Linked DNA regions of Ovis aries: region 2 is linked to region 1. Evidence: chromatin contacts called from public Hi-C data. All regions are on one chromosome and are shown on one strand. The core of a region is the stretch at or near the end of the contact, and the rest is flanking DNA. Distances in the headings are between cores, read along the strand shown.

Region 1 (7,790 bases), core at 1,654-4,153:
GAGAGAGGAAGAGGGTGGGGGTGAGCAAGGAGAAGCCCGGCCCAGTCCTGCTACCCAGCCACACCCGTGGGCTTCACCTGCTCTCCTCTGTGGGGATGGAGGCAAGGCTGCTGAGCAAAGGGCTGGGGAGGCCAGGACACCCCTTCCCACCACAGCTGAGCCCACCCCTCAGCGTCTGCAGCCTGACACAGGCTGGACGGGCCACCCACACCTGGGACAAGACTCTCCTCTGCAAGTTAGATTCCCTCATTTCTTAGAAATTTTTCTTTAACATATAAGGTATTCAAAAGCACTTATCTGTAAGGTATATGCCATCATAATAAAACAAACTGCCTAAAGTTACCACCGACCCGAGAGCTAGAACTGGGGCCATGTGCACCCATGGGTGGGCTCCTCCCCGCCCCACTTCCCTGTCTCCCCAAGAAGTAATCACTCTCCTAAATTTTGTGCTTATCAGTCCCTTGACCTTTAAAACAAATACATGGTTTTAATCTCACATGGTAGGGTGGATTTCCAACAGCAGGTGCTGAGCGCCCCAGCTCTGCGTCCACGCTCCAGAGGCTCATGAGGCAAGTTTAAGGCAAGGAGGAAGGGAGGGGTACGAGAATGAGAAGGCAAGGGAGAGGAGGAGGGCGGACAACAGGCGGAGGAGAGAGAGAAAGGCAGAGGGCGGCAGGGGGCAGGCGGGGCTGGGTGGCACCCCTGGGCAGGGGTGGGGGTGTCCTTACCTCTTGCTGTGCAGGGGCTGGGACTCCCGGAAGGGGACCATGGGGGTCTGCTTCGGGGGCCGGCTCAGGGACTGGGCGTGTCCGGGGGTGGCGGGGGCAGCCCACTTGGAGGCCGGGAGAGAGTTGTGGGACGCGGGCCCGCTCCACTGCCAGGGAGCGTTGCTGCGGTAGGGGGGCCGGCCCCCCGGGGCCAGGCCCTCCGGCTCGGTCTTTGGCTCCGAGGTATTCATATCATAGGTTTCTGGCCACCCTCTGGGAAGAAAAACATCGTTACTCGGAAAAGGCCCCGGCCCACCAGCGCGCAGGGCTCCTGCTTCGCAGCCCAGATCTGAACAGTCTTCTATTTTAAAGGCCGAGTGGGGACCCTTCAAATTGGTCTGAAATGGAGCAGCTCTGTGTCCTCAACCGAGATAGGGTCCAACACAATGGCCCCGACTGCTGGGCACACTCTACTTCATCTCCCCGTCCCCTCCTCTTCGTCTCTCCCGGTCTCTCCCTTCACCCTGACCCAGGCCTCCAGTTGGCCAGTGTCCTCTTCAGGCTAGCTTGGCGCCCCCACCCTCCCTTGGCAGTACTCAGGGCCAGAAAGGCGGATGCCCTCGGCATCAAAGGACAGTATCTGCCTTGTTCCAAAGAAGCTCAAAGGCAGCTGGAAGAGGAGCAGGTGACCTACTTTGCAGGGTGGTTGGAAAAAAAAAAAAAAAAAAAGCCACGAAAAATCCAGAACCTTGAAATAGATGCACAACGGCCTGTGACTCCCCCTAGACCAGGCTGGCACACGCACTGCAATGTTCCTGGCTCAGGGCGGGGGGCTCCGTGGGCTGGGCTGGCGTCCTCCGCCTCCGCTGCAGTGCAGCATGGGAGGGGGCTCTGAGCCCGAGCAGGGGGACGTGCTCACAAAACCCACCTCCCAGGGGCTGTGGGAGCCAAGCTGGCAGGAGCCCTGGGCCTGGAAGCCGTCAGGCCCACACCGAGCCAGCCCTCTGGGGTTCTCCTGAGCCTCGGGCACTTGCAGGGTCACCCGGCAAAAGATCTGGTGGTCGTGGACCCAGGTCACGTCTGCTAAGGAGGCATCAAAAAGTGACCCAGGAATGTTCTCTGGCACCTGGGCCAGACACACAGTGCCCTTGGCAGCACTGGAGCTGGAGCTGGTATTCAGAAGTGCCTTCCAGCAGCTTCTCTGGATCAGTAGGTGCCCACGCCTCACCAGGTGCCAGGTGAGGAATGACAGCATACGAACGCCTAACAGGACCTGCAGATCTGCCAGGCCCAGGTGGAGGTGCTACCACCGTGGACCCAGGCAGTGCGTACCCGCTGCTCCTGCCTGCCTAGCTTCTATACCCCCTTCTCCTGAGAACAGGTCTGTGGGCTCTGGGTGGGGTGGATCCCACTTCCTGGCTCCAGGTATGAGCATGTGACCCAGGCCAGCCAATCAGCAGCGCTTCTTTGAGGTGACGGGCACAGGATTGTCAGGTGCCCCAAGCTGAGCCAATCAAAGACAGTGAGCATCAACTCTGGAACTGCTGCAAGGGGGGTGGGGTGGGGGGTGGGCAAGCAGGGGAAGGAGGGTAGGTGGTAAGAAAAAGATCTGTTTCACTGGGCTGCTGAGCTGGGGAGACCTAAGCTGGAGCTGCGACGAGGAAGAGGTGGCTTGAGAATGATGGCAATGCAGAACATGAAACAGGTGAGAGATTCTTGATGAAGATGTCCAAGACCCTGCATAAAGCCACATCTCAATCTTGCCCTATCTCCCAGTCTTCTTAGGTGCATTAGCCAGTCAAGTTTCTCTTTTGCTTCACCTCTGTTGCTGGTTATTATCAATAGATACACTGAAGAAAGAAGCAAATTGAGGCACAGAGAAGTTAAGTAACCTATTCAAGGTCACACAGCCAGTAAGAGGTAGAAACTGAATTGATTGATTTATCCTTTTTTTTTTTTTTTCCTTTTTTGGCTGTGCCATGTGGCTTGTAGAATTTTAGCTCCCTAACCAGGGACTGAACCCACGCCCTGGCAGTGAAAGCACTGGATTACCAGGGAATTCCCAGAAACTGGATTTAAAGATAGTAAGCTGACTTGAAAGCCCACAACTTTAACCACCATACACACTGGCTTACTGGGACAGTGGTTTGGGAGCCAGTGGGTAGATTCCGCGGGCCTGTGACTTCTGCCCGTTACTGACAGCTCCACCTTTGGCCAAGAGTCCCTGGGCATGACCTCAAAGAGGGAAAACAATCATTGGAGGGTAGCACAGAGTGACAGAGAGCCAGGGCGCAGTAGGCGGACAGCTGGTTCAGATCACAGCTCTGCTGCTTATGGCCCATGTAGTCTTGGGTGAAGGAGTTTCCTTCTCAGAGCCTCAGTTTCCTCATCTGCAAAATGGAGGTGGTGGTGAGCATCAGCTAGAAGTCTGGCGCATGCCAAGTGCTTAACACATAAGAGCTGTTGCTGTGGTCGCCTTCTCCAGCTGATTCTGTGGACTCTGCCTGCCATTCCCACAAGCTCAGAAGCAGAAGCCTTCTTTCCATTTTCTGAAGTCCAGCCAAACCCACCCGGGGGCTCTAGAACAAATTCCTTCCCCGTGATCTGAGATCCATCAGCATCTAGATTACCCTGAGTGCTCGGTAAAGGAAAGCAGATGCCTGGGCCCAACTCAGCTCCTCTGAATCACAGTCCTCTTTGAGGTGGGCCCCGGGAAGCTGCATTTTACCAAGCTGCCAGGGATGATGCTGACATGAGAAAGTTTGAGAAGCTCCTTTCACTGATCCAGTTTTAGGATTGTTTTTAAAAATTAAAGTGTTATTAAACGGCACCTCTGTCCACCAGTTACACCCACCAGAAGCACCCACAGCTGCCAGGTTTTTACATATTCTTGACTCACTGCATTTTCTGTAAACAATCAATTACTACTCCATCATATGGATGGCCTGGGATTTACTCAGCCAGTCTCCTATGGTTGGACATCTAGTTTCTTCCAGTCTTTTGCTCGACCAACAATGCTGCACTAAAGAGTCCCTCTCCAACCTCTCAGCCATGTGCGGAAGATGCCTGGTGATGGATGGCCAGTTTCGCAAACTGCTTTTCCTATCTGCCGCCTCCTCTTTGATTCCCAACAGCCTAGTTTCTGGAGGCCATGGGGACTCCTTTCTCTCTCTCCAACTCACTCACTTGTGGGGTTTCAATTCCCCTTCTCAGGGAGGAGCATCCCCTCCCCCTTCAGATATCTTGAATCCAATTGAGGAACCAAAGGTGTCCTGGATCAGCTTCTCCATCAGGCAGGACAGACACAGTGAGATGAGCCTGTACAAACACGCCAGGTTACCATGACACACCGCTTCAGGGGCTCTGGGATGTCCCTCCTGGCTACCTGGCCCCCCTGGGTGGGGCTCACCTGAGAACCCCAGCCTCATGGTCTGGGATGTCCCTCCTGGCTACCTGGCCCCCCTGGGCGGGGCTCACTTGAGAACACCAGCCTCACGGTCTGGGGGTGTGAGTATGACCCCCTGTATGCTATGCAGTATCTGAAGAGCCTGGGGTCCAGACCCAGGCCCTACAAAGCCTGGCTGGTGGCAGGGATTGTGACACCCAGGCTAGGAGGCCAGGGTCATAGCAAGAGGCTGGAGGAACAGCAAAACTGGGCTATCAGCTCTGCAAACGAGGTCAGCCAGACCCCTCTGCGCTTGAAGAGCCACACACACCACGCAAGTCCCAACCCACAGCTGTCCCGTTTCGGTGGCTGCCTTGTAAAGGGAGCTGGATGATAGCTTTCCTCCTAAACAGGGCGGGGAGTGGCACCCGTGTGTCTGGTCACACCCTCCTTGGCCTCATCTCCCCAGAACTGGAGAAGGGAGCCTGCAGATGCTGCCTTTCACTCAGCTGGTCCCTACCTGCAGGTCCAAGGATATTTGTGTGGCCTCTGGTGCTTCCGAGCTTTGGAGAGTCATCCAACAGGCGGGCTGCTACTGTGTGTGTGTGTGTGTGTGTGTGTGTGTATGCAACGAGGCAGAAGAGCTACTTCAGCCTGACTTGCCCCTGCAGAGCTTGGCATGGGTGTGGCCTGCCCTTGGCCCCATGCAGGGATGGAGGAAGCCCTGGAAGAGGGCTGGGAGAAGGGGACGCCTAGGGCCTGACTGGAGTCCCAAGGCTAGAGGACTGGCACCTGGGTGGCCAAGCCCTGGGTTGTAGCAGGGTTGAACTGTCCCCCACCAAGTTCAGAGCAAGCAAGACTCAAGAAGGTGGGAGGGTGCAACCAGGACTCACATGCCCACAGCTCGAGACTGCTTTGAGAGGCAGCAGAATACACGGAGATGGGGAACCTGGACTGAGTTTTGCTCTGCCACTTAGCAGCCATGCAACTCTGCACAAGACAGTGGTCCACCCTGGGTGTCAGTTTTCTTATCTGTAAACCAGGGATCACACCAGCCCTGGGAGATCACGTGTGTAAGCTCTCAGTGTCCCCTCACTGTGTGCCTTTCTCTTGGCTCACCCTGTTCCAGCCACGTGTCCCTCCTTCTGGTCCGTCAACAACCCAAGGGCCTCTTGTTCTTACCCTACCCCCCCACAGGGCCTGTCTCTTGGTTCCTTCTCACCCTCAGGCCTTTCCTGACCACCCAGTCCGATGTTAGATCAGGCCTAATGTTCCTCACACCCAGGACCTCATGGCTGGTGTCTTCTGAGTGCCTCCTACAGGCCACGTCCTGTTCTGCGTGCTCTGTGGGGCTCGCCTCCTCCAACCTTATAGCCGCTTTTGGGTAAAAGCTCCATTTCCTCTTTTATAAAAGAGGAAACAGGCACAGAGTGGTGGTGAAATCTCCCCAAGGTCACAGTCAATAAGACGAGGAGCCTGGGCTCAAATGTAGGCAACCTCCCTGCAGGTCTGCCTTCCCACTACACCCAGTGATTTCCGCTTGGACTGTGTGAACCATCTCACTGGCTTACTTTTTTATTGGTTGTCTTCCCCAATCCATTCATCAGGGCTGTGAGGGCCCAGGCCCAAACTGTCCTTTGTGCAGCTGTGCTTCCGGCCTTGGGATGTAGTGATTCTAGAACCACTGTTTCCAAGTCATCGCTGGAGGTTGCTAGGGTACCAATTCATTCTTCTCAGAATCACATCTATCCTGCCTTCTCTGTACAAATTATATTTCAGAGGAATCAAATGGCTGCTGAAGGAATGTTCATTTTGGAAGAATTCCAGCCAATAAATGAAGAAAAGATTTCCTTGGTGGGTGGGCTGGTGGTTAAGAATCTGCCTGCCACCGCAGGGGACACAGGTTCAATCCCTGGTCTGAGAAGATCCGACACGTCGAGGGGCAACTAAGCCCGTGAGCCTCCACTACTGACGCTGTGCTCTAGAGCCCGGGAGTAGCAACTGCTGAAGCTCGCGTGCCCTAGAGCCTGTGCTCCATGACAAGAGGAGCTGCTGCGATGAGAAGCCTGTGCGCTGCAGCTAGAGAATAGCCCCGCTCACGGCAACTGGAGAAACCTGGTGTGCAGCAACAAAGACGCAGCACAAAGACAGACACATAAATACATTTGTTTAAACATAAAGAAGGCAGGCTAGAACTGAGGACATCACTTGAGTGTGACCCATCATGACACAGGGGATCCAGACAAGGATCACAAATGGCTGCTGAGAGCTGAGGGGAAATGCATAGCGTTTAGGGTCAGGCTGCCACCCTCGGAACCCTCTGACCGCCCCTAGTATCACTCCCACAGGGACAGCCAGACATATGGCGCCTCCTGATGGATGCACACCTGGGAAGTGCTGTGACCAAAAGAAATTCAGGGACCTCCCTGGCAGTTAAGACTTCGCTTTCCAAGCCGGGGAAGGTGGGTTCGATCCCTGGTCAGGGAACTAAGATCCCACATGCCTCACAGCCAAGGAACTGAAACAGAAACCAAAAGTAATATTGTAACAAACCCAATGAAGTCTTTAAAATGGTCCGCGTTAAAAAAAAATCTTAAGAAAAAAAAAAAAGGAAATTTAACTAGAATCTGATCAAGCTTTTATGCCTAACTCGTTTGTGGGAAATACACGTGCCAGAAGAACAGGTTAAAGGACATCAGCAGGATGCAAGCAGATAAATCCAGGAAGCGGGAAACTGAAAAACAAGAGGCCCAGTTTCCTCCCAAAACAAAAGGTAAGAAAAAAAATAAGATTTAAAAAAAAGAGATTCATCAACCAAATGCCACAGGAAGAGCCTGTGATACAAAAGAAGTTAAAGGTGGACAGGGGAGTTGAGGCAGTCTGCTAAATTTTTTTAAGGTCCTGACTGGGTAGAGACAGCTGAAGGAGTGAGACTGCTTCAAATAATCTAAGATGGAGAGGTATGGGATGAAAAAGAAACAAAGACAAAATAAGAACTGGCCACATGTTGACAAATCTTGAAACAGGGGACTTAGCATGCTTTTTTTGTTTTGTTTTGTTTTTTAGTTTTTATTTTTAAAATTTTAAAATCTTTAATTCTTACATGCATTCCCAAACATGAACCCCCCTCCCACCTCCCTCCCCCTTAGCATGCTTTTAATATGCTTGAAATACGGGACTTCCCTGGTGGTCCAGGGGTTAAGAATCCACCTTCCAAGGCAGGGGATGCGGGTTCGATTTCTGGTTGGGGAACTAAGACTCCATAAGCCATGGAGTTTAGACTAAGCCCATGGGCCACAACGAACATGCCACGTGCGGCAACTAAGGCCTGATGCAGGCAGATAAATAAGAGAAAGATGCTTGAGATATTCCATTAAAACAAAACAGAAAGAAACAAATCTTGCCCTGGCTTCCCAGTGAACAAAACCCAAGCCTGACACTGTGTCCAGGAAGGGCGCCCAGTCTGCTCCCCCACCCAGGCCCTCTCCCCCATCTCAGCCTTGCTCGGCGTGCTCCACACTGCCCTCCCTGGGCTGCAGGAACCCTCCCCCTACATACGCTGACACTCTGGAGACCCTGCCCTGGCCTGTCCATGGCCTGGGTTCTGCTGGCCTGGAAAATCAGATGGCAGCCTCCACCAGGGAGCCCTCCCTGACCACCTGTTAGCCCCTTCTAGACCCTGCTCTTCTCCTCGGAGC
Region 2 (7,790 bases), core at 3,092-5,591, 83 kb before region 1:
AAAAGGCTCGGGACAGGTCTTGATACACAGGAGGAGCTAACTAACGGGGTCTTGGGTATTGCTTCTCAGTTGTTCATTGGGTGCCCTGGATCTCCACTGTTGCCGTGGGCTCTCTCTAGCTGCAGTGTGAGGGACTCTCGTTGCGGTGGTTTCTTCTGTTGCAGAGCGTGGGCCCTGGGCCCGTGGGCTTCAGTAAGTTGTCGTTCTCATTAGCGGAGCTGCTCCGTGGCGTGTGGAATCTTCCTGGACCGGGGATGGAGCCCGTGTCCCCAGCATTGGTGGACGGATCCTTATCCATTTTGCCACCAGGGAAGTCCTGTATTGTAGTTATTATTATTAACTGCTATTGTTTTTGTCCTGGTGTTGTATGACACCCTCCCCGCCACCAGCCACACCTCCTGTATACCTCAGTATCCCCATCTGGGCAGGAGACTTCCAAGGGTCATGTCTGAACATCCCAAGGGCAGCTTAGGGGAGGGCTGTACCCTCTGAAGAATAGTGGGAAAGAGAGGGATCAGGGAGGCTAAGCAAGTTGCTCCCTCAGAGGCCCAAGCTGGGCTCCCAGGGGTCTGGGACAGAGAGACTCCTATTGATTCCCAGGTGGCGCTTGTGGTAAAGAACCTGCATGCCAATGCAGGAGACAAGAGATGTGGATTCGATCCCTGGGTCAGGAAGACCCCCTGGAGGAGGGCACGGCGGCCCACTGAAGTATTCTTGCCTGGAGAATCCCATGAACAGAGGAGCCTGGCCGGCTATGGTCCATAGCGTTGCAGAGTCGGCCACGACTGAAGTGACTTATCACGCACACACACATTGATTCCACAGGAGTTTTTGTAGGGAGGGGCTCTGACCTTGATAACCAAGTCCTGGGCAGTGTCTGAGGCTCAGAGTGGGGGGACCAATGTGTCCACTGGTTGGTCCCACTGCCCCCCACAATGTCCCTCCTGGATCTGAGGAGTCCTGAACAGACTGCCCAGACAAAAACTGGAGCCACAGTGCCCTCTGGTGGTCAAATCTTTGGGTTCTAGGTTGGGAGAAGTGCTTAAAGAAGTGATTAAATTGCTTGTTACCAAGATTCGAGTGACAGGAAGATCAGGCATCACGGACACAAGAGGTCAGGACAGGAACTTGCCTTGTGTCTGGAGAGATCAGAGGGTCAAGATTTAAAAGATTTCCCTGAAACCTCCTCCAAGAAGCCCTCCCTGACCCCCAGACTGGTCAGGAACCTCCTCTGGGCTCCCCTAGCCCGTGTATCTCCTGACCCCTCTGCCTGGGCTTCCCCCACCCTTGGCTGTCATTGTATAGTGAGGGGTCTGTTACCCGACAGGACTGCAAACTTAAGGCAAAGCCTAGGGCAGAGCCATCAGACATTTCATTGCTGGGCCTTCCCTGGTGGTCCAGTGGTTGAGAATCTGCCTGCCAATGCAGGGGACACGGGTTCGATCCCCAGTCCGGGAAGATCCCACAAGCCATGGAACAATGAACCCCGTGTGCCACAACTAGCAAGCCTGTGCTCTAGAGCCCATGTTCTGAAACCAGACAGTAGCCCTCACTCGCCACAACAAAAGACAAACCCGTGCACAGCAACGAAGATTCAGCGCAGCCAATACGTAAATAAGTAGTGCAAACACATCACTGCATGCCCACACAGGGCATGATTCTGTAGAAACGAACTTCTCCTTTCTTTTTGCCTTGAAGCTTTAGCTCCAGACCCTCTGCTGGGAAGGTTGTCTTAATTCAACAACGGCCCCCACTGCTACCCTGGCCACCACCCTGGTCCCTTGAGATTGTCTAAGTGTCTATGTGTGTGGGAGGGCACAGCCTGGGGCCCACATGACTCTCTCTCTCCTTGCTGGTTGTGCTCCACAGAGCCAGACAGTGGGGAGAGACATGGAGCATAATGACTAATTGATTCATTTATTTATTCAACAAATAATTGTTGAGCACCTGCTATTTTTCAGGCCCTGTTTTAGGTACTGGGGAGAGAGCAGTGGATTAAATAACAACCTCTGCCTCATAGAGCTGGTATTCAAAGGAATGGAGTTGGCAATAAATCAAGTAAGTAAATAGGTCTATAGTATGAGGATGGAGTACTGTAAGTGTTGGGAGAAAAAGAAAGCTTTTTTTTTTTTAAAAATATGAATCTATGTGGCTACACCAGATCTTAGTTATGGCAACACAGGATCAGCATTTTGTTGTTCAGTCACTAAGTCGTGTCCGACTCTTTGTGACCCCCTGGACTGCAGCATGCCAGGCTTCCCTGTCCTTCGCCATCTCCCGGAGTTTGCTGAAACTCATCCCATCGAGTTGGTAATGCCATCCAAACATCTCATCCTCCATCGTCCCCTTCTCCTCCTGCCCTCAGTCTTTCCCAGCACCAAGGTCTTTTCCATATGGCAAAGACTGGCATACAGGATCTAGTTCCCTGACCAGGGATTGAACCCAGACTCCCTACACTGGGAGAGTGGAATTTTAGCCACTGGACCACCAGGGAAGTCCCGGGGGGAAAAAAAAAAAGCTTTCAAGAGGACATAGAATTTCTCAGGGATGCTGTTTTAGCTGAGGTTGTCTCTGAGGGAGTGACATTAATTTAGAAACCTGAATAAAGTCATTGTTGGAACCATGAAGATGCCTGGGGGAGGAACATTCTAGGCAGTGAGAACAGCAGATGCAAAGGTCCTGTGGCTGAAGTGGGCCCGGAGTGTTCCAGGAATAAGGAGGAGGCCAGTGCGACTGGAGCAAAGTTAGTTCAGTTGCTCAGTCATGTCCAACTCTTTGTAAGCCCATGGACTGCAGAACACCAGGCTTCCCCTTCCATCACCAACTCCTGGAGCTTACTCAAACTCATGTCCATAGAGTAGGTGATGCCATCCAACCATCCAACCATGTTGTCCCCTTCTCCTCTCGCCTTCGATCTTTCCCAGCATCAGGGTCTTTTCTAATAAGTCAGCAAAGCTAGTCAAGGAAAAGAAGGGAGATGAGATCAGAAATGTAGTGGGGAGATTTCCCTGGTGGTCCAGATTGTAAGACTCTGTGCTCCTAATGTAAGGGGGCCAGGCTCCATCCTGGCTGGGAAGTAGATCCAGCACGCACACTGCAACTAAGAGTTTGCATGCCACACAACGAAGATCCTGGCAGCTGCAACTAAGACCCAGCACAGCCTAAATAAACCGAGGAAATGAGATGGAGGTTGGGGATCTGCTTAAGTAGGGCCCTGAGAGCATAGTGAGGACTTAGAACTTCATTCCAAGTGTGAAAGAAGTCATTGGAAGTTTTGAGCCAGACAGCGTGGTGATGCCAGCTGTTTTACGCAGTTCACTCTGGCTACCCTGGAGAGAATAGTCAGGGACTGTCCAGGGGGAAGATGATGGGAGGAGGGAGTCCTAGGACGGAGGCTGTGAAGGGAGAAGGGTGAGTAGATTCTGGATCTATTTGTGAATGTAGAGATAACAGGATTTGATAATGGACTTGAGGTGTGTGTGAAAAAAGAAGAGTCAAGGATGATTGATTGCACTTGGAACAAAAATCCATTTTCTTTATAATGGCCTACAAGGCCCTACATAATCTGGTTCCTTGCTCTCTGGCTAACCTTGTCTCCCTCCTCACTCACTCGACTCTTTTACACTAGCTTTCCACAATAATCTTTGAACTTGTCAAGCTTTTCCTGCTTCTGTGTATTGCATGGTGACAGCTTCTCAGGTTTCAGCTCAAATGTCACCTCCTCAGAGAAGCCACTTTCTTTATAGCACTTTCCACTCTCTAAAATTAACAGCTTGTTTGCTTGTTTATCATCTGTTTTTCCCCACTCACAGCTCACCTCCTTGAGGGCAGCAATTCTATCTGTTGTTCATGTTGTTTCCCCAGTGCCTAGAAGAGTGCCTGTCACTTAATAAATGAACAAAGGCATGGATTAACCCCTGTGCTTGTTTACAGACTGGCTTACAAAAGAAGAGACACCAGAGAAGTAGGCAAAGACAAGAATATACGACAGACTCTGGGATCATCCACACACCCAGGGGAGATCCAGAAATCAGCGGCCACCCATTCCCGCGCGCCCGTGGTTCTTGAAGGATGGAGAGCCAGAGCTGGGAAGGGAGCACTCCAGGGAAGGGAAAGGATGCTCTGGGGCGAGTCCAGTCCCGCCCTGTATCCTCAGTAGCCAATGGGCACACGGTTTTCCCGACGCCCCCTGGGACGTGTAGTCCGGACAGGGGCGCCCTCGGGCGCCGCCGAGCGCCCCTAGACTCCACGTCCCGTCGTGCGCCGGGAGGTGCGGGGATTGGCCGAGCCCCGCCCCCGGCCCGCCCCGCTTCGCTCGCGCTGCAGCCCCAAGAATGAATGAAATCGTAGCGCGCTGGGCGGCAGAGCGGGCGGCGCAGGCCGGGCTGGGCCCGCGCGCAGCGGCAGCGGCGCCCCGGGCCGGAGGCGGCCCAGCCGAGCGGGCCATGGCCACCGCCATTCAGAACCCGCTCAAGTCGTGAGTGTCCCCGCCGTCCACGTCCCTCCATCCGCCCCCAACCCGAACCCTGCCCCCGCCCTCGCTGGGGAGGGGGACGCAGTGGGCGGATGGTAGTTGAATGGGCCCCCCAGCTTGTCCCCCTGTCCCCCCGGGGCGTGCCGCCACCCCCTGTCTCCCTCCTGGGGCTGGGGGCAGGAGCCACTCCAGGGTCGCGGGGGCGCCTCTTTGTCGCTGTCAGTGAAGGAATGTGGCGCGGGCTGGGGGTGGCGGAGGCCGTTTCCCCACCCAGAGTGGGGGTAGGGGCTTCCTTCTCCTCCTCCGAGTCTCTCGGGGCGCCGGGTCTGCCCCTGCCTGGGGCTGGGAGTATGAATGCCTAAGTCCGGACCCTAGTCTCCCAGGTCTCTACCTCCTCAAAAGCATCTTTCTCTCTTTCCCCTCTCTTTCTCCCGGAACCTCGGTCTGCGCGGCCGCAGGGTGGGAGCTGAGACGTCGGGGTCCCCGATTCGATCCCTGCTGTCTCCCCCCTTTTTTTTCCTTCCCGGGTCTTCAGGACCTAAAGCCCCGACGCTCCGGTCAGTTTAGACCGTGGGCTCTCTGCCTCTCCCTGCCCGTACACATGTAATGAGAGCATCTCCTGTCTCCTTGGGGACCGGATGCCTCGGGAGAGGGTGCTGGGAGCGCCCTCAGTCTCCGGGGATTCCCTCCGTTTCTCCCTGTCCGCGTGCCTCCTCCGAGCTTCGCTTCCTCCCGGACCCCGCGGCTGGCATCCTGGACGCCTGGGTTCAAACCTACGCTGTCTCCCAGCCGTCTCCTCTCCTGGCCAGCCCTCGCTCTCTCCACTTCTTCCCTCTCTTTCCGTCTCTCTCGCTCCTTCCTCGGGATCCCGAACTCCTGGGTCCCAGTGCTCCCCGCCCCCTTCCCCAACGGTGACAGCGGGCTGGGAGTGACAGGCGCGCGGCCGCTCCGGCTCTCCCTCCCCGGCTGGCGCGCGCGGCCCTCCCCTCCCCCGCTCCCCGGCCTGGCGGGGAGGAGGCGGAGGGCGAACGCCCGCGGCGCCGCACAAAGGGGCCGGGGCGACCTCCCCCACCCTCCCCCCAGCCCCTCGCCTCCGCCACCTTGACCTTGAGCTACGGGTGCTGGGGGTTGGGGTGGGGGAGGGGCTCGGGGCGCCCCCCGCTCCCGCCCTCCGGAAAGGCTGTGCCTAGGGTGGCCGGACCTAAGGCCCCCAGTAGCTTCGGGTTTCTGATGGTGGGGGGAGTTGGGCCATGGAGGGGGCCGGGCCTTACAAGCTCGCGCCTACACGTGTGGCTTTGCGGAGAGCCAAGCCGGCTTGGAGGGCGTGTGTGGGGTTGGGGTAGGCGTGAGACAGTGTGTAACGGTGACACTTCTGCCTCCCTCTCGCTCTAATTCTTCAACACAGACGTGTTACCCCTATCAGGGACACCCTCAAACTGGCTGGCACTGGGCTCGTGTGCAGGTTGGTGGATCTATAGGTATCCAGACCTCCTCACTTTGACCTCTTGGAGTAGGTGTGGGGCAGCCATTGCGGGGGCCTGAAGACCTGAGTAAGCTTGGGGGTGGGAGTGCCAGTAGCCCTTTCTGCACTCACCTTCTGAGGGATCTACAGGAGGTGATGGGAGGGAAGGGGTTGGCTCCTGAGAGAATCCAGTCCCCTTAGGAATGGGCTCTGGAGGGTTCTGACTGCCTGTATTGGAACCTCCCCACCTTGAGCCTCAGCGTTACCATCTGTGAACTGGGGCATCATTACAGTTCTTATTATCTCATGGTTGCTGCTGTGATGTTTGTAAAGCACTTGGTACTGAGCCTGACTCTGACTAAATGTAGTGAGAGTGTCAGTTGTGTCTTGACTCTTTGCGACCCCATGGACTGGAGCCCGTAAGGCTCCTCTGTCCATGGAATTCTTCTGGCAAAGATACTGGAGTGGGTTGTCATTTCCTTCTCCAGGGGATCCTCTCGACCCAGGGATCAAACCCGGGTCTCTTGCATTGGAGGCAGATTCTTTACTGTCTAGTATCAATGTTGATTTCACTTGTGGTCCAGTTTCCACACAGGGCATGGGTGGATGGGGACAGGACTGTTTGGACATGGGAGTTTGACTGCGGCTGAGGGATCTGAGAGGGTGACTAGGGGTAAGGAAGGGGAGAGAGACCCTTCTCTAGGTGTCAGCTGTGGGTCAAATTGCACTGGTGGACAAGGGCCTCCAGGGAGCTGATGGAGTGTTCTATACTCAGGCTCCAAGCTGAGCAAAACTGATGCCAAGGTTCTGGGGGTGAGCCAGGTACCTGAGGCTAGAGGTGTGGGGGAGCAAGTGTAAGGATGTATTGGAGGCTGGTGGGAGGTGACAGAGGAAGGTGGCAAGGGCTCTTGGAGCTGAGCTGGTGGGTTGGGGGGGGGCAGGGCTCACTGTGGATGAGATTGGGGTAGCCACTGTAGGGGACCTGGAGGCCAGAGTGACTGTGAGGTGCCAGTGTCCCTGTGGCACTGTGTGATCTGTGACGCAGAGTGAAGTGCCTCACCCCCTTGCCATCTGCTCTAGGCCAGATGTGAAGCAGAGACCCACTCCCTGCTTTGGGGGTTTGAGGAGAGGGAGATCAAGGCCTTACCTGAGAGAGATGGGGGAGAGCCTGTGGAAGGCGTCTAAGACTAGAGGTGTGTGTGTGTGTGTGTGTGTGTGTGTGTGTGTGTGTGTGTGTGTGTGTGTATTTTGTTTTTTGTTTTGGGGTCATGCCTTTCTGCCTGGAGGATCTTAGTTTCCTGACCAGGGATTGAACTTATGACCCCTGCACTGGGGAGTGTGGAGTCTAAACCACTGGATCACCAGGGAAGTGTGTGTGTGTGTGTGTTTAGAAGTGACCATGGGTGTGGAAGACCTGGAGGGGCCTCTCTCATCAGGGAGGTAGGTGGGGGCATCAAGAGACAAAAGAGGTGAGGGCTTTGAGGCCTCTTCCGTCTGCCGGAGAGCTCCCTGGTAGACAAGGACATTTGTGGGCCTTTTTATCCATGCAAGGGCTCAAACCTGAACAGGAACTTTGGATGGGGGTGTGGGTTTGGTGTGGGTGAGTGGGATTTGGCAAGTGCTGTGACTCCAAAGGTCAGCTTCCTCTCTGGGCATCCCTTAGGGTGGAGTGGCAGAAAGAAGGGGGTGACCCACGTGATACAGACATCTGGGCAAGTGAATACTTATCTTAGTCTCACCTTCAAGCAAACACCAGGGGCTGACGGCATGCGACTCTACTTCCTCTGGGAAAATGGGGGTAATGGTAATATCACCCTGGTGGGTCATTATGAGGATCAGACGGGTGAGTCTCTG

The links. Hi-C and Micro-C count contacts between places; a contact is called where the count stands out from the background.
Region 2: a contact with region 1 is called in a Hi-C map of liver, with 2.7 times the contacts expected there. The contact joins the promoter of DPF1 here to the enhancer-like site in region 1. A contact is called at or near these places in 4 of 16 Hi-C or Micro-C datasets (hypothalamus, liver and tail adipose tissue).

The regions. Positions count from the first base shown.
Region 1 is chr14:47,331,169-47,338,958 of ARS-UI_Ramb_v3.0, reverse strand. It overlaps SIPA1L3 (signal induced proliferation associated 1 like 3), which reads right to left. Exons shown (of 22, transcript XM_042230909.2): 11 at 729-980. Among named protein-coding and RNA genes, the nearest start is that of DPF1, 84 kb to the left of the region's middle. Within about 2 kb of position 2,903, at least 1 of the 54 cell types and tissues checked has an H3K27ac peak or open chromatin away from gene starts, as enhancers often do. A contact at or near this core is called in liver, where this site is marked.
Region 2 is chr14:47,416,059-47,423,848 of ARS-UI_Ramb_v3.0, reverse strand. DPF1 (double PHD fingers 1) reads left to right here and starts at 4,341. Exons shown (of 11, transcript XM_060398594.1): 1 at 4,341-4,477. The coding sequence starts at 4,446.